Regions from separate parts of the Mus musculus genome. Here all the other regions are linked to region 1. A link is a contact called in public Hi-C and promoter capture Hi-C data. All regions are on one chromosome and are shown on one strand. Each heading gives the region's core, a stretch centred on a gene start, on an enhancer-like site or on the middle of the called end of the contact. The rest is flanking DNA. Distances are from core to core; before and after follow the strand shown. Region 1 holds the start of Nsf (N-ethylmaleimide sensitive fusion protein). Region 2 holds the start of Tanc2 (tetratricopeptide repeat, ankyrin repeat and coiled-coil containing 2). Region 3 holds the start of Mettl2 (methyltransferase like 2). Region 4 holds the start of Eftud2 (elongation factor Tu GTP binding domain containing 2).

Evidence for each region. Promoter capture Hi-C pulls out the DNA fragments that hold promoters and counts their contacts. Hi-C and Micro-C count contacts between places; a contact is called where the count stands out from the background.
Region 2: a promoter capture Hi-C map of liver shows a contact between it and region 1, with 4 times the contacts expected there. The contact joins the promoter of Tanc2 here to the promoter of Nsf in region 1. A contact is called at or near these places in 2 of 39 promoter capture datasets (liver and pre-B cells).
Region 3: a contact with region 1 is called in a promoter capture Hi-C map of liver, with 3 times the contacts expected there. The contact joins the promoter of Mettl2 here to the promoter of Nsf in region 1. A contact is called at or near these places in 9 of 39 promoter capture datasets (the 3T3-L1 cell line, 3T3-L1-derived adipocytes, the C10 cell line and 4 more), 2 of 484 Hi-C or Micro-C datasets (LSK cells and muscle stem cells) and 1 of 115 datasets of contacts at active chromatin or transcription factors (large pre-B cells).
Region 4: a Hi-C map of B cells shows a contact between it and region 1, with 7 read pairs. The contact joins the promoter of Eftud2 here to the promoter of Nsf in region 1. A contact is called at or near these places in 1 of 39 promoter capture datasets (liver) and 3 of 484 Hi-C or Micro-C datasets (B cells, natural killer cells and neutrophils).

The regions. Positions count from the first base shown.
Region 1 is chr11:103,952,325-103,955,774 of GRCm38.p6, reverse strand. Nsf (N-ethylmaleimide sensitive fusion protein) reads left to right here and starts at 1,719. Exons shown (of 21, transcript NM_008740.4): 1 at 1,719-1,805. The coding sequence starts at 1,794.
Region 2 is chr11:105,588,427-105,591,876 of GRCm38.p6, reverse strand. Tanc2 (tetratricopeptide repeat, ankyrin repeat and coiled-coil containing 2) reads right to left here and starts at 1,891. Exons shown (of 26, transcript NM_181071.3): 1 at 1,628-1,891.
Region 3 is chr11:105,124,595-105,128,044 of GRCm38.p6, reverse strand. It overlaps Mettl2 (methyltransferase like 2), which reads right to left and starts at 1,620. Exons shown (of 9, transcript NM_172567.3): 1 at 1,439-1,620; 2 at 1,178-1,269. The coding sequence starts at 1,548.
Region 4 is chr11:102,879,258-102,882,707 of GRCm38.p6, reverse strand. It overlaps Eftud2 (elongation factor Tu GTP binding domain containing 2), which reads left to right and starts at 1,733. Exons shown (of 28, transcript NM_011431.3): 1 at 1,733-1,813. It overlaps Ccdc103 (coiled-coil domain containing 103), which reads right to left and starts at 1,484. Exons shown (of 5, transcript NM_028492.3): 1 at 1,393-1,484; 2 at 277-356; 3 at 12-163. The coding sequence starts at 154.

The sequences.
Region 1 (3,450 bases), core at 470-2,969:
TGTTTTGTTTTGTTTTGGTTGAATTTATTTTTTTTATTTTTTATTTTTTTAAAGATTTATTTATTTATTATATGTAAGTACACTGTAGCTGTCTTCAGACACTCCAGAAGAGGGCGTCAGATCTTGTTACGGATGGTTGTGAGCCACCATGTGGTTGCTGGTATTTGAACTTCAGACCTTCGGAAGAGCAGTCGGGTGCTCTTACCCACTAAGCCATCTCACCAGCCCCCGGTTGAATTTATTTTAATGTGTGTTAGAAAACAATAAACACAGAAAACAGACTTCACCTTAAGAACGCAAGCTCCCAGTTTCTTTTAGGTCTTACTGGTTTCACTGTTAGGTATGTTATATCAATGAATTTAATAATCTTTCAGATGCAAAACTTGAGTAGAATTTCAATGCTAAGATGATATAAGAACGTAGATCCTGTACAGAATTCTTGGAAAGAGAGGTAACTCTTGAGCAAATATAATTTTTGCTTAGTTCTGAGTCCTTTCTTAGAGACACTCATTACAGTGAAGATATTGATAGTGTGAATGGTTCTGACTTACTGACTTACCAGTTACTAAAAACTGGTCCCTATCTTGACCACCCTAGCATAGGAAATACCCCTGTAGCTCCCTTTTATCCCTGTCGGTGTGTACACCCTTTTGTTTGCTGTTCCCTGGGCCTGCTGAGTGCTTCTCAGGACTGATTAGGCTGCACCCCCTACCCCTAGTATCTCCCTTTTAGAGTATTTCAAGGTCTTCAGGTTTGCTCCCAGGAAGAGGTACCCATTCCATCCCAGAGACTTTCCTCTAAGAGGGTTCCTCCAACTTTACTTTTCCTTTTAGGGAGTAATCTTATTGAATATCTCATGTATTCTCATAGATATCATGTCTTATTTTTACATGTTGCATACATTTTAAATGACATTATATATTTGTAAGGGGACCCAAGAGTACTTTAGAGAAAAGTGCTGAAGAGGACATAAGGGAACGGATATGAGGAGGCTATGTCAAACATTCCTCCTTAACCCTGAAGTCCTGCTACATGCTAAAAGTCTCACTTTCAGCCTTGGCAGGACAGGGTACACCTGTCTTGTTTCCTGTGTGAGACTTTTACTGCTGTGCTGCTTATAGAACTATCTTCTGGTATTTTGTCTTATCCAAATCATTTTAGTTTTTCTGTGGCATTGTTTTTTTTTTTTTCCTGAGGACTCAAAATAGAGTTTTGAACATGCAGAGGTGGATGGCGGAATACCAATGCACGTTAAAACAAACGAACAAACAAACACCTTAAAAAAGATAGAAGTTGTGCTTATAAATGAAAATATCGAACTATAAAGCTAGCGCATATATAATTATGATTCACTCTCAAAACAAGTGTGCCTGCAAAGAAAAGCTCGGATTCGAATAGAATCCGAATTCAGAACCAGCTTTTAGCTATTGCGCGCCCCCTCCACAGTCCCCTTTGGGGGAAAGGCCAGCAACCACGCGGGGTTTTCTCGGCGCATTCTGTTTTAAGAGGTCTGGAAGCAGAAAGCTAAAAGTCCATTAAAAGGCCACGTGGCCAGCTTTGTGAAAACCGGGTAGCAGTGAGGCGGCCAGCTTGTCTTCAGCCAAAATGGCGGTGCTCGGACTGCGCGCTCGCACGGGATGGGGAAGGGCGTCGGGGACGCGGCCGGGCGCGGGCGCGGCCTCCCGGCGGCTGCGCGCCTGCGCGAGGGCCGGCTGCCGGCGAGCACGCGCGCGGCGGAGGCGGGCTCAGCAGAGTGCGGAGCTGCAACCTGGGAGCCGGACGTGTCCGCGAAGATGGCGGGCCGGGTGAGTGGCGGCCGGGCAGCCCGGGCTCGCAGCGGATCGCCCGAGGTCGCGACTGCTGCGAGGTCCACGAGGGCTCCGGGGAAGGGGCGCGAGGCTGAGCACCCAGGAACGCTGAAGGAAGGGAGGTCAGAGCAACGCTGGAGGCGAGACAGTGTAGCTGCGGCAGGGGATTAGCTCTGCTCAGAAACTCTGTCCTCCCCGAGGGTTGTCTCTTCGTCCCCCGGGTCTCCAGTGCTTCCCTTGTCATCCCCTGGGGCTCGTTTCTCTCGTCCTTCAAGCATCTTGAGGGTAGTGGCCACTGGAGCCCCCCTCTGACGAGCGCTGTGTGCCCTCCACACTCCTCCGAGGGTTTCTGAGGTGGCACTGCCGGATAACCGCGGGGTGTAGTCTGCTGCAGTCAGGGCGAGGGTGTGGGAACCCATTTCTAGTTCTTCCTAAATGAATGTTATGAAAAGAGGAGGGGAGGTCTGCAAATTACTTTTACGGCTAACCTTAGACCATCTCCTGGGGAGAAACATATCAGCTGTGAAGCAGCAATGTCTTTCGTGCAGATGGACTTGGGGTGTCACGTTTTGTTTTTCTAAATGACAGTCGATTCGAATGCAGCAGGCTGTGTTGTAGTCTCAGGGATTTACATTTTACTTCCCCATTAAGCTCGTAGGACGGCGGGGTAGGATTGGGGTTGGCGAGGAGAGATGGGGCCAGGTCACTGCTGTTATTGCAGTAGGCATCAGAGCTAATATCGCTGATGGATGGATCCTGCCCAGAGATTGCCCTGTTCGAAACCTGGGGACATTAACTGCGTCATTACAGACTAACGTTGTGCTTGACTGATTCACTTACACCTGAATATTTGAATAAGTTTGCATACATGTATGCATATATGTAAATGTCCTGTCTAAAGAGAATTGTAGGTCATGAGATTCTAAAGTCCCAAAGAGACGGTAGAGGTCATCAGACTAGCTCCATCTTTTTCTCTTCCTTTTTTCATAATCCCCCTTTTATCTCAAGCTGACCCTTTTAACTATTTCAGGGTCTGTTTTTGCCTCCTCAGGAGCCCCTCTCCTGAATCATCAGCCCTTCTGGAATGCACTGGTCTCTTAAACCCTCCCTCTGCCCCCACAGACTTTTCCTCTAACCATTTTTTTTCCCCCAGTGGCAAAGTCTGGTGATTTTCTGTGTGTGTTGACTCTCATTTGCCTACCACCTGCTACCTCCTGGGCCCACCACAGTCGGACTGAAATGCATCCCTAAAATTCATGCCCATTTCCCAATCCTTGTTACACGTGATGTCTCAGAGCGTCTGACAGTGTTGCCCGTCTCCTCCTTAATGGAAGACATTCTTCCATGGCTTCAGTAATGCTGGGCTAATGTTTTGACTCATCTCTCTTTCGGAGTCACCTTCCTCCTCCCTGTCATTCAATTCCCACACTCTGTTTTATCTCCTCTCCTCAGCTAATCCCTTCTGAGCCAAAGCTACAACTGTCTGTATGCCTGAGGTGCTCAAGCTTTCATCCATCCTCTACAGAACTGCCCTCTAAATTCCAAATTGATGTGTGGAAGTGTCTGTTTGTAATCAAGAACAAGGATGGGTGATCACCTTTGATCCTCACAGAGGCAGGAGGACCTCTGACAATTTGAGCCC
Region 2 (3,450 bases), core at 642-3,141, 1.6 Mb before region 1:
CCAATCACTATGAATTTTCAGATTATCTGGCAAATTACTATAATAAGAACAACATTCACGCAGGTAATTCAATTTATAAGAATTCCAACATAACACACCAAGATATCATCAATAATTAAATACACCCTGGTGAACACATCAAATATTTCTGCTTTTGTTTCAGTTACACAGATACTCAATGTATACACACGTTATTTTTAATGGCTCATCTAGCTGTCTTTTGTTACTTTTGAAATTACAGTATGTTCTGACAATCCTCTCAAAACACAGATGTTCTTAGATGGAAGTCACAACGTTTTGTAGCATGTGGACACACACACACACTTAAGAGAGAAAGATGGGGTTGAAAGGAGGAGGAAGAGAGGTAAGGAACAGTTGTTTCATTTGTTTCTGGTTTTCCCTCACATCCCGAAGACAATTTACCTGGTAAATGCTACAAGGAACACTAACTACATTGACAGTATCCATGTTGCTGCATTTTATGCCAATTTACTGTATAGCGTTTTTATCTTATCTCACCATCCCATCTCAAGAGCTAAAACATACCAGAATATTCCACTATTGCCAGGCTCTGTAATTAGCCACTGCCATAGCTTTTGGCTCCAACCCTTCAAAATGCCTGAAAATTTATCCCTTTTGTTCACCATATTGTTCTGTTTTCCTTGTTCCACTTATTTTCACCTGTAAAAAAGCCAAGGCAGGGACACATGAAAAATCGTTCCCTTTGCCTAACGATCCTGAACACACAATTACAGTCAGGGTGCTTGGCTTGTTTGTCTTTTTTTGTTGTTTGTGTTTTTCTTTTTTTTCTTTTTTCCTTGAGAGGAGCAGAGGAGAGAGTGAAAGACATCCAATCTTTTCCTAATGCTAATGACCATTGTTTATGTTTTCTGGGAAACATTTTAAACATTCCACACCTGGAATAGAGAGACAGGCTACAATTGCATGGATGCTCTACATGTTGATGACAAAATCTGAAATCATTTTAGCCCCATTTTTTTCCTTTCCCATCTCACAATCAGACAATCTTTTTTTTTTTTTTTTTTTTTTGCTTTCACGTGGGTACTTTCCCCATGTCAAAAATCGCAGCTCCTCTCGATCTCCTACGACAGAATATGTAGCAAAAGCCCCATTAGTCTTTTATTATAGTACACCTCCTTCCCCAAAGGAATTATTCATGTTCCTAATAACACTTCTACCATGCATTTCTACGCCACAGAGGCCAGCCCATCCTGTGCCTTTACCTGGCACATTTCACAACTACTTTTATGCTGCATTCAGGGACACATTTTGCAACTCGTTCTGCACCACATTCCTTGCCACGTTTAGCAATCTGCCTCGCATCTCATCCCGGTCCCCGTCATCCAAAGACCCTCCAGGTACCAAATACCAAGACCAACCTCGGTGACAACCAAGTGGTAGACCCCGGAGCCCTCCGAAGCCGCCCTCGGTCCCACATTCATTCGGAGGCAGCCTGCCTTCCCCACGCCTTCGACACCGGAGGCACTTCACTGTCCGTTTCCCAGTCTCCCTGCTCGCCCCAGCCCCCGCAGCTGAGGCGTCGCAAGCGAACGCCCCTGTCACCTCACCCTCACCGACCCTTCTTCCCTGCTCGCCCAGCCCTTACCTGCCGTTCTAAGGGGCGCGGCGCACCTCGGGGTCAAGCCCGCGTGCCAGTGGTCTCCGGTGAGGACCGCGCCGCCCGCGGACGCCCCACGGAGGATCCGCACCTCAGTCGGGCTCGGCGGGGCCTCGCGGCCGGCGAGCGCTGGCAGCCCGCTGCGGTCCTCCTGTCAGCGGCGGCGCGGGGGGGACAGGCTCGCCCCTCAGCACCGCGGCGGCGGCGGGCGCCTCGCTCCGCCTCGCGCGCGGCACAGCCGGGAGGTGAGCGCGAGGGGGATGGGAACGGGGGCGGGGCCGCCCGAGGAGGCGCGCGGGGCGGCGGAGGGAGCGCGGCGCCTGCCGCCTGGGGCCCCGCGCTAGCGGCGCTCGCAGCTGGCCGCGCTGGGCGGGCGGGCGGCTGGCGCGAGGCGGCTGTGGCCAGCGGGCCCCGCCGGAGCAGCGCGCGCCCAGCAACCCGCGCCCGGCAGGCCGCTCTCTAGCGCCGCCGCCGCGCCGGGGGCGTCGCACCCTCGGAGGCCGCCCGCAGCCCCGCCCCCTCCGGGCCGGGTTGGGGAGGAGCGCGAGCGCGGAGGGAGAGCGCGTGCGTGGGGGCGCGTGCGTGGTGGAGCGCGCGCGCCCCCGCCCCCCGCCCCTCCACGGCCTGGGGGCGGGGAGGCGTTGCGAGAGCTGGTGGTGGTGAACCCCGGCTCCGCGCTGACAGAGGGGGCCCTGGCGCTGCAGGACGTGTAGGCATTTCTGGTTTCCTCAGGGGGCTTGGACTGGTGGGGTCGAAGGCATTTGGTAAGGAAGAGGAGAGGAAGCTCAATAGCTGACAAGGCCCTAAAGAGTTTGGCTCCGCCCCCCGAGATGATGTCACTCTCGAGGTGGCTGCTGCTGTCACGTGCGCCCACTTCTGGGGGCCTTTCCTCCTGCTTTGATAGCCCGAACGTTCCTCTAGACTGCCCCCGGCTCTGGTCACCACAGGCACACGTGTCACTCAAAGTCATCGACGCCAACAAGTGTCAGTTATTCCTCTCCTGCGTCTCAGTGGTAATGTGTAGACTGCTTTCAAGATGCCACCGTTGCCTTTCGAACAGGGATGGGAGGAAAAACAACAATGGCTTGGGGGCGGGGGGGGGGCGAGGGAAAATAGAGAGGAAGAAAGAAAACTGTCATCTGGAACAATTGATGACAGTTCTCTAACCTTAGCTTGCTAGACTTCAGTAAAGTTGACACGCTGCCTCTGTCATTACCAGCTTCAATAAGAACTATAGTGATTTCAAGGCACCCGGCTAAGCATAGAAAGTCATCACATTAAGACCCCATTGGAGGCTATTCAGTCATGTTTCTCCCCAAACTCTCTGCCTAGATGGTCTTCAGCTTGCTTCAAACCACGAAAACAGCCCTTCAACTTTGCAGGATTCTTGGAATAAAAATTTTTTCCCAAGTGCGTGCTACAAGATGATACAAAGCAATCATCGTTGCATATTTTGCTTGGGTGAACTTCCATCCCATTAACTGAGATGACTTTTTCGTCATCTGCTTCTTAATGAAATGCCATGATTGGAAATAGATTCACAAATTGCATCAATCAAGGGTGTTGTTTCAGTGCCGTTTAGAAGGTGGAGAAATTGATTGATTGGTTGCTTATTTTGATAACAGTCTATCTGAATCTACCCCAACCCCATAGCACTTATGTAATTTCTTTGATTTTTTTAAAAAAAATATTAATTTCAATGCAATATTTTTAAAAAATGGACATGAAGTCACGTCAGAAAGCAAGCCATTCCAGTGAACGCTTGAGAACTCTGAGGTAGAACTCTGAGGTATGACTATAATTAGTCATGT
Region 3 (3,450 bases), core at 371-2,870, 1.2 Mb before region 1:
GTTGTCAACACAAGAGACCTGGACTAGAATTGATGAAAGAATAAAAACCTGAGAAATTGGAATCCACCACTGACTGCTTACCTCTAGGCAAAGCACTTAAGGCCCCGTGGTCCAAGTTTAATCGTTTTGGAGACTAGATCACCCTATGCTGCCCAGGATGGCCTCCAATTCAGTGATCCTTCTGCCTCAGCCTCCCACGGAGCTGAGTCTACAGGAATACACCACTGCACTTGGCTAACTGGTCCTTTAACTGCGAAAAGAGGATACTGGGCTACATGATTTTCAAAATCCCTCTCAACTCTACGAAGCTTTATCTAGTCTTATCTACCTAACAATGCAGGCAGGGTGCCTACTTTGCAACTGGAATATATACATATACTTATTTTTGAGACAAGCTCTCATGCAGCCCAGGCAGGAGTGGAACTCTACGTAGCAAGGATGCTCTTGACCCCACTCAACCTCTTGTCTCTGCCTCCCAAGAGATTACACCCCTACATCTTAGGAGGTACGTGCCTGGCCAGTGACCTCGGTACTATAGAGAAACTATCAGTGCTTATTATCATAACCGATGAGCCATCTCTCCAACCCCCTGATGCCTATTACCTTAAAGTTCCAGGTTTACTTTCAAACGCCTCCTAGAAACAGGGACAACCAGTTCTAGTATTTTATAAAGGAATTATTCTTGTCTTCGGAAATGACCTCTTTCGCTTTGAGCAGACTCGTCTCTCCACTCTGCTGCACGCATCTTTCTTTGGTAGAAGTCCCACATCTCCAAACCCAACACCTCAAGAAAAGATGTTATGATCTAATCCTCTCCTCCCACAGTACGTTAGGATCCGACCACATCAATCTAGCTCTGATGGAAACGTCCCAGCAGAAGGTAAACTGTAGAAGCTACCCTAAGATGACTGAACGACTTTACGGTTGCCACAGGCCAGCCACATCAACGCGACACTCGTAGAACTAGAGAGTTCAACAACAACAACAACAAAGTCCAACCCCAATGGCTTCAAGACTTTGTTAGAAGACAGCCCCTTTGCCTCCTAACCCGTCCCCTCCCCGACCCGTTCTGGGCCGGAGTTCTCCATCAGGTCAGTGATAAAACGATCCCGGTGCCCCCATTTTTCTTGCCGTCTGGAGGAGGCGCGTCCCACACTGCGGGCACAACGGAGCGCACCTTGCTTCTCCGGGCACACCAGCGGGGAGCTGTTCTCCTGCACTTTCCTCTCCGCCGCCGCGGCCTGCTCCTCGGACCACTTCACGTTGTCCCTGTGAAAACCAAACGGGCAGCTTCAGGCCCACCGGTCCCGGACCCGGGAACGTCGGTCCTCGGGAGGCGAACGCTTCAGCTACCGCCGCGGGAGGAGGGCCAGCGGGCAGGGCTTTTCTCCAAGTGCTCCGGGCTGGCGAAGAGCCGGGCGAGATGCAGGGCAGTTACCAGGCATTGTGATGGAAGACGCGCGCCGGGTCGCTCAGGAACCGGTGCCCGAACTGCGGTCTCTTCCCGTCCTCGGTCTCCGGCACGCCTTCAGGGAAGGAGGCCGCCATGACACCGGAGACGGAAACGCCTTCTCTTCCCGAAGGCGAGGACTTCCTGTGGGCCACGCCCCTTCCGGAAGTAGCGTCACTGGGAGGGAAGATGGAGGGCGGGGCGGGGCGGGGCGGGGCGGGGCGGGGCGGGGCGGGGCGGGTTCCAAGTGATTGGGAAGCTCAGCGGAGGCGAGTCCGAAAGGAGTCATTTCTCCCTGGAGATGCACAAGGGCGTGCAGCACGGGGAGGAAGTAGGAGGCTATTCCCTCGAGTACGGTTCCGTGCAGGTCCCAAGATTCCCCCCAGGAAAAGCTTTGACTAGCCGACTGTGATGAGACGTGGTCACCAGACCACAGTCCGCGGGGAGGCAGCGCGTGGGTTTTGAGAGCATGAAGCTTCCGTGTTAAATGACATAACCGACCACACCTCCTTGAAAAGCCAGGCTTAATTGGCACAATAAAAATTGTAATTCGTTCATGCATAGAGCTTGTAATATGTATTCAATTTATTTAAATGTATACATTGTACACTTATATACTATACATATATGTATAAATATTTTAAAACTAATAGTAGGTCACTGGTATATAATTTATAATTGCACATTTTTAGCCTTATATTTTCTATTTAAATAAATTTCCCCTTTATGTGTACGCATGGTTGTGCACCACGTGCATGCAATGCTCATGGAGGCCAGAAGAGGGCACCAGATCTCCTCGAACTGGAGTTACAGATGCTTGTGAACCAACATATGGGTACCAGGGATCAAAATATGGGTCTCCTAGAAGAGTAGCCAGTGCCCTTAATTATAGGGCTCTCCAGGCTCTATAATTTCTTTAGGCTTGGTGGCAGGCAGCTTACTTGCTGTGCCATTTTACCAGCCAGAGTTATTGTTGTTGTTGTTATTATTGTTGTTGTTTTTGTTATTATTTTGATACATTTTGAAGGACTATGTAATTCTGGCTGGCCTCCAGCTCTCTATGCAGATTAAACTGGCCTCAAACTCAGAGATGTGCCTGTCTCTGCCTCTCAAGTACCGGGATTAAAGGCATTCACCATCACATCCAGCTATATGTATTTTTTTTTTTTAATATCATGCTCTTTAAAAGCTGTTAGTGTTCACATTCAACAATCCCATTATATAATTTTTGTGTGTGCAGAAAGCTCATTGTCCTTTTACTTGAAGTTCCAACATTATTTTTAATAAGTGAGCCATTTGAAATATATGGCTGCTTCTCTTTCTCTCTCCTCTCCTCCCTCCCTTCTTCCCCCCCCCCGTGTGTGTTTTAATTATTATTTTCTTTTTAAATATAGAATTCCTCTATATAGCTCTGACTATCTCATAACTCTCTTTGTAGACCAGGAAGGTTTCAACTTCAGAGATCTGCCTGCCTCTGGCTTCTGGGTACTGGGATCAAAGATGTGTGCTGCCTCCACACCTGGCTAGGTTTTTATTTTTGAGATTATGACATTACATCACTCCTCCTCAACCCTCCCATATTCCCCTCCTTACTCTTTCAAATGCATGGCTTCTGAAAATGGATGAGTGTGTCACTGTGTACCCTTATCTGGCTTCAAACTCTGGACCCTCCTGTCACGTCTAACTTTGCCAGTGCTGGAATTACAACATGCATTTCCAAATGTTTAACTATTCTAAACTTGAGCTTTTGTTTTTAGACCATTTTCTTTTTTGTGTCTATTTACATCAGTGTATTTCAGTGTATCTATTTACTTCAGTGTATTGTATCATTTACTGAAAATGGTGTGTGTGCTTGGTTTTCTTTTTTAAATTTATTTATTTCTATTTTATGTCCATTGGTAATTTAACTTCATGCATTTCTGTGTGAAGGTATCAGATCCCCTAGAACAGGAGTTACACACAGTTGTGAGCTGCCACGTGGGTGCTAAGACTTGACCCCT
Region 4 (3,450 bases), core at 484-2,983, 1.1 Mb after region 1:
AGCAAGCCAACCTGAACTCCTCATAGGAAGGCACCCTTTGCTCAACTGCCCGTAACTTGGCTGCGTTCTCCCTTTTGTACTTCTCGTCAGCAGCAAGGGCAGCCTGCAGCTCTTTCTCCAGGGCCTTGAAGTTGATTACATCGTTCTTCTCCATGGCTAAGGCCTGGGAAGGCAAGAAGAATGCATGTCAGCAGAGCTTAAGTCTTCAGGGTAAAGATGATGCCCTGGGATTCATTGCCAGAATGTGAAATGACCCAAAGCAATCTGATACTTAACCTGGAGTGTTATAAAAATCTAGTTTCTTCCTTTACAGGTAAAATGGAATTGCGTGATGAAAATGTATTCCAGGCTTCTCACTGAGAACAAAACAGAAAGGTTTCCCGTTTGAAGTCTTGACTTTGCTCTCTGCTTCTAACAATATTTTAGACACTAAGGGCTGGATCAGCGGTAGGATTTTGCCTTGTGAATGCAAATGCCTTGGGTTTGATCCCCAGCAAAACACAAAACCACAACACACACACACACCTATTAATTCAGGTGTTTCATCTGAGGAGGCAATTTGGAGTTCAGATTTCTGACTCTTCATTCTTTCACATAGGATTTCTCTATATCAGTTTATTACCATAAAGGAACAGAGCGGGGGAGGGGGGGAGAGGGGAGGACAGACACAGATACAGAGAGAGACAGAGAGGTTTCTTTTATTATCTACTCCAGCTCAAGGACAAAATTTCACACTTCACTAAATGTCTTTAATGAAGAAAAAAAAATCACCTCAACCAAAAGCAATGACAAAGCAGGAAGTTGAGAAGTGTCAGAAGGAGAAAACTCAGTAGCCTCCATCCCCAAATCCCTGAGCAGCACAGAGCGGCAGGCAAATGTGTGCTGTGTGGGCATTATCTCCAGTCCTACCACTGAAGTCCTGCCGCCTCCCGGTATGTGTCTGATGGGGCTGTTTTCATAGGAAGCTATGTGTTCCGGTCTGGCTTCTGACATTTACTTATGATACCTCTTTCCACCTCAGAATCCTGGTGAGCTGGAGCCATAGTTCACTCATGATCAGCCCTAGGGCAGGAAATGAGCTGGTCCGCAAGCAAATCCACAGCCATCCCAACCATGATGGGAAATGGAACGCCGAGAAGTGGGCTGTGTTACTCAGCCAACAATTGTACTCAAGAGTCTCATACCCTAAGCAATATTTTGGGGGGTGAGGAGATCTCGCTGTGCCTAGTTTGCTCTCTCCAAAACTTCTGAGCTCATCATGATCTAGGCTCAGCCTCTAAGCAATAGAGACGATAGACTCTCGCTACCCGACCCATTTCTCTGTCGAGTTCTAAGCCTTCTCCAATTATAGAATGACTAGAGCAATCCCCTTTACTGTCCCTAAACCCTCACCCAGTCTTGGACTCCCTGCTTTCTCTCGAGAAACCCCGGATCTGGTAGAACACCTTAGTGCATCGCCCTCGCAACAGAGATTGTTGCCTAGCAACGGCGCCACCAGTCTGCCCACGTGACCGGCCCGAAGGCCCTCCTTTCAGGCTGTCCTAAGGCGCCTGATCAGAATCCTCCGGCCTTGCTTTTTTTGTGGAGAAGTCCACGCTTCGTTTTGAGGACCAACAAGTTGGCCTTTCCCATTTCTGTCTCCGGGGCCAGAATTTCTCGAAGCTGTTCCTTAGGCAGAGCTGTCCTCCGAGGCGAGGCGGTCCGGCGACGCGCTCGGGGTCCTTCCTAGCGCCGGGCGCCGGCGTTGTCGCGGCGTGCGGCGGAAGCGCGGGCTCAGGCGGCGGACCGGGGCACTCGGCTGAGCATTCGGCGGGTGAGCTGGCCGGGAAGGGTCCTTTCGGGGCTTGGGGAACGAGCGAAACATGAGCTTGGGAAGAGGCGATTTATATAGTACTTATCCCTTTCGCTTAACGAACGCGTAAATTGAATTCTGGCGTGGGAAAGAGAATGAAAGACCCCAACGCACGCACACACCGTCGATTCCGGGGTTTCCGCGGTCCCCAACGTGGTTAAGATCCTGTCCCTTAGTAGAGGTGGCGCTGTAAAGACCCAGGCCCCTGCCACTCCCCCTTCCATCGGTGCCTGCTTCACCGCCAGACTGTCTCCATCTTCAAACTATTCTGCATCCGAGCTGACTGTGATGGCGAGTGCCTAATTTTTGCGCTCTGGAGATGCAGACAGAAATATTGGTGCAGGTTCAAGGCTAAGTAGCGGGTCTGGTTCAAAAAGCCAAAACCAGAAAAGATTCCAGCATTCCTTTGAGATTCTGCGTTGCAGTGGGAAGATGCAGTTTTGGTTATTTAGAGTAGCTTTACTTAAACTAAGCATATCACTAATTCACTCCCCTACCCAAAGCCACCCTCGAAAAACAAAACTAGCAAAACGTATTGAGGGCCTATTTTGTCCCAGGCACTGTTGTCGTTTTGCTCCTATTTTATTATTAACATTTATCAGTAGCGGGCACACACACATGTTCCCTAAGTACTACTCAGGCATAACCTTGACTTTACTTAGGCGAGGGGTGTAACTCGGTGGAGAAGTGTTTAGTAGAGTGTGAGGCCCAGGATTCGATCTTAAGCACCCAGCCACACACTAAGAGATTAGTGTAAGGGTGGCCTGGCAAGTATATGTGGAGTGACAAATAGGTGACATTAAAGGAAAAGGGTGAGTTAAATGAATTAAGAAGGTATACATAGCCAGAGGACAATGGGAATGACAATTATCCTGGGGGCAGAGATGAGTTTGGCTTGTTCAGTAAACAACCTTCTTTAAAAATTTGTGATGGTAATCTTGGGAGAAGACAATGAACATAATTGTGGTTGCCTCTTAGAAATAAAAACAGTAGGTATACTGTAAGAAATACCAGAATTTCAGAACAAAACATTCCACTCCCTTAGCTTTACTGAGTGTCTTTTTGTGCAAGGTGCTGTCAGGGGCATTGGTGCGTGAACACAAAGGAGCATGGGGATTCACGTGCTCAAGAAGGTCAAGTTTTGTTATGACCAACATTTGTTACTTGTTGCTTTTTGAGACAGGGTCTCTCAGGATGTATGTAGGATCATGGGTATAAGATCCTATGCTTGGATAATCACACTGTGTGTGTTTCTGTGTGTGTGTGTGTGTTTCTGTGTAGTAAGTGAGGATCAGATGTGCTGTGGCTTGCAGGTGGAGGTCAGAGGACAGCTTCAGGGTTTGGTCCTATCTCCTCCTTACTGCCAATACCAGGCTAGCTGGCTCTGAGCTTCAGAGAATCTCTGCCTCCCATTTCCTGTTGGCCGTCTAGGATCACAGACACTCACACTACCCTATGTAGCTTTTCAGTGGGTTTCCAGGACTGAACTCAGGTTATCAGGCTGCACAGCTAGGTACTTACTCATTGCCTTTATAAGGTTTTAGGCAATAATAAATCACTCTAAGGAGGTAAACTAACTTCTGTGAGTTACGTCATCC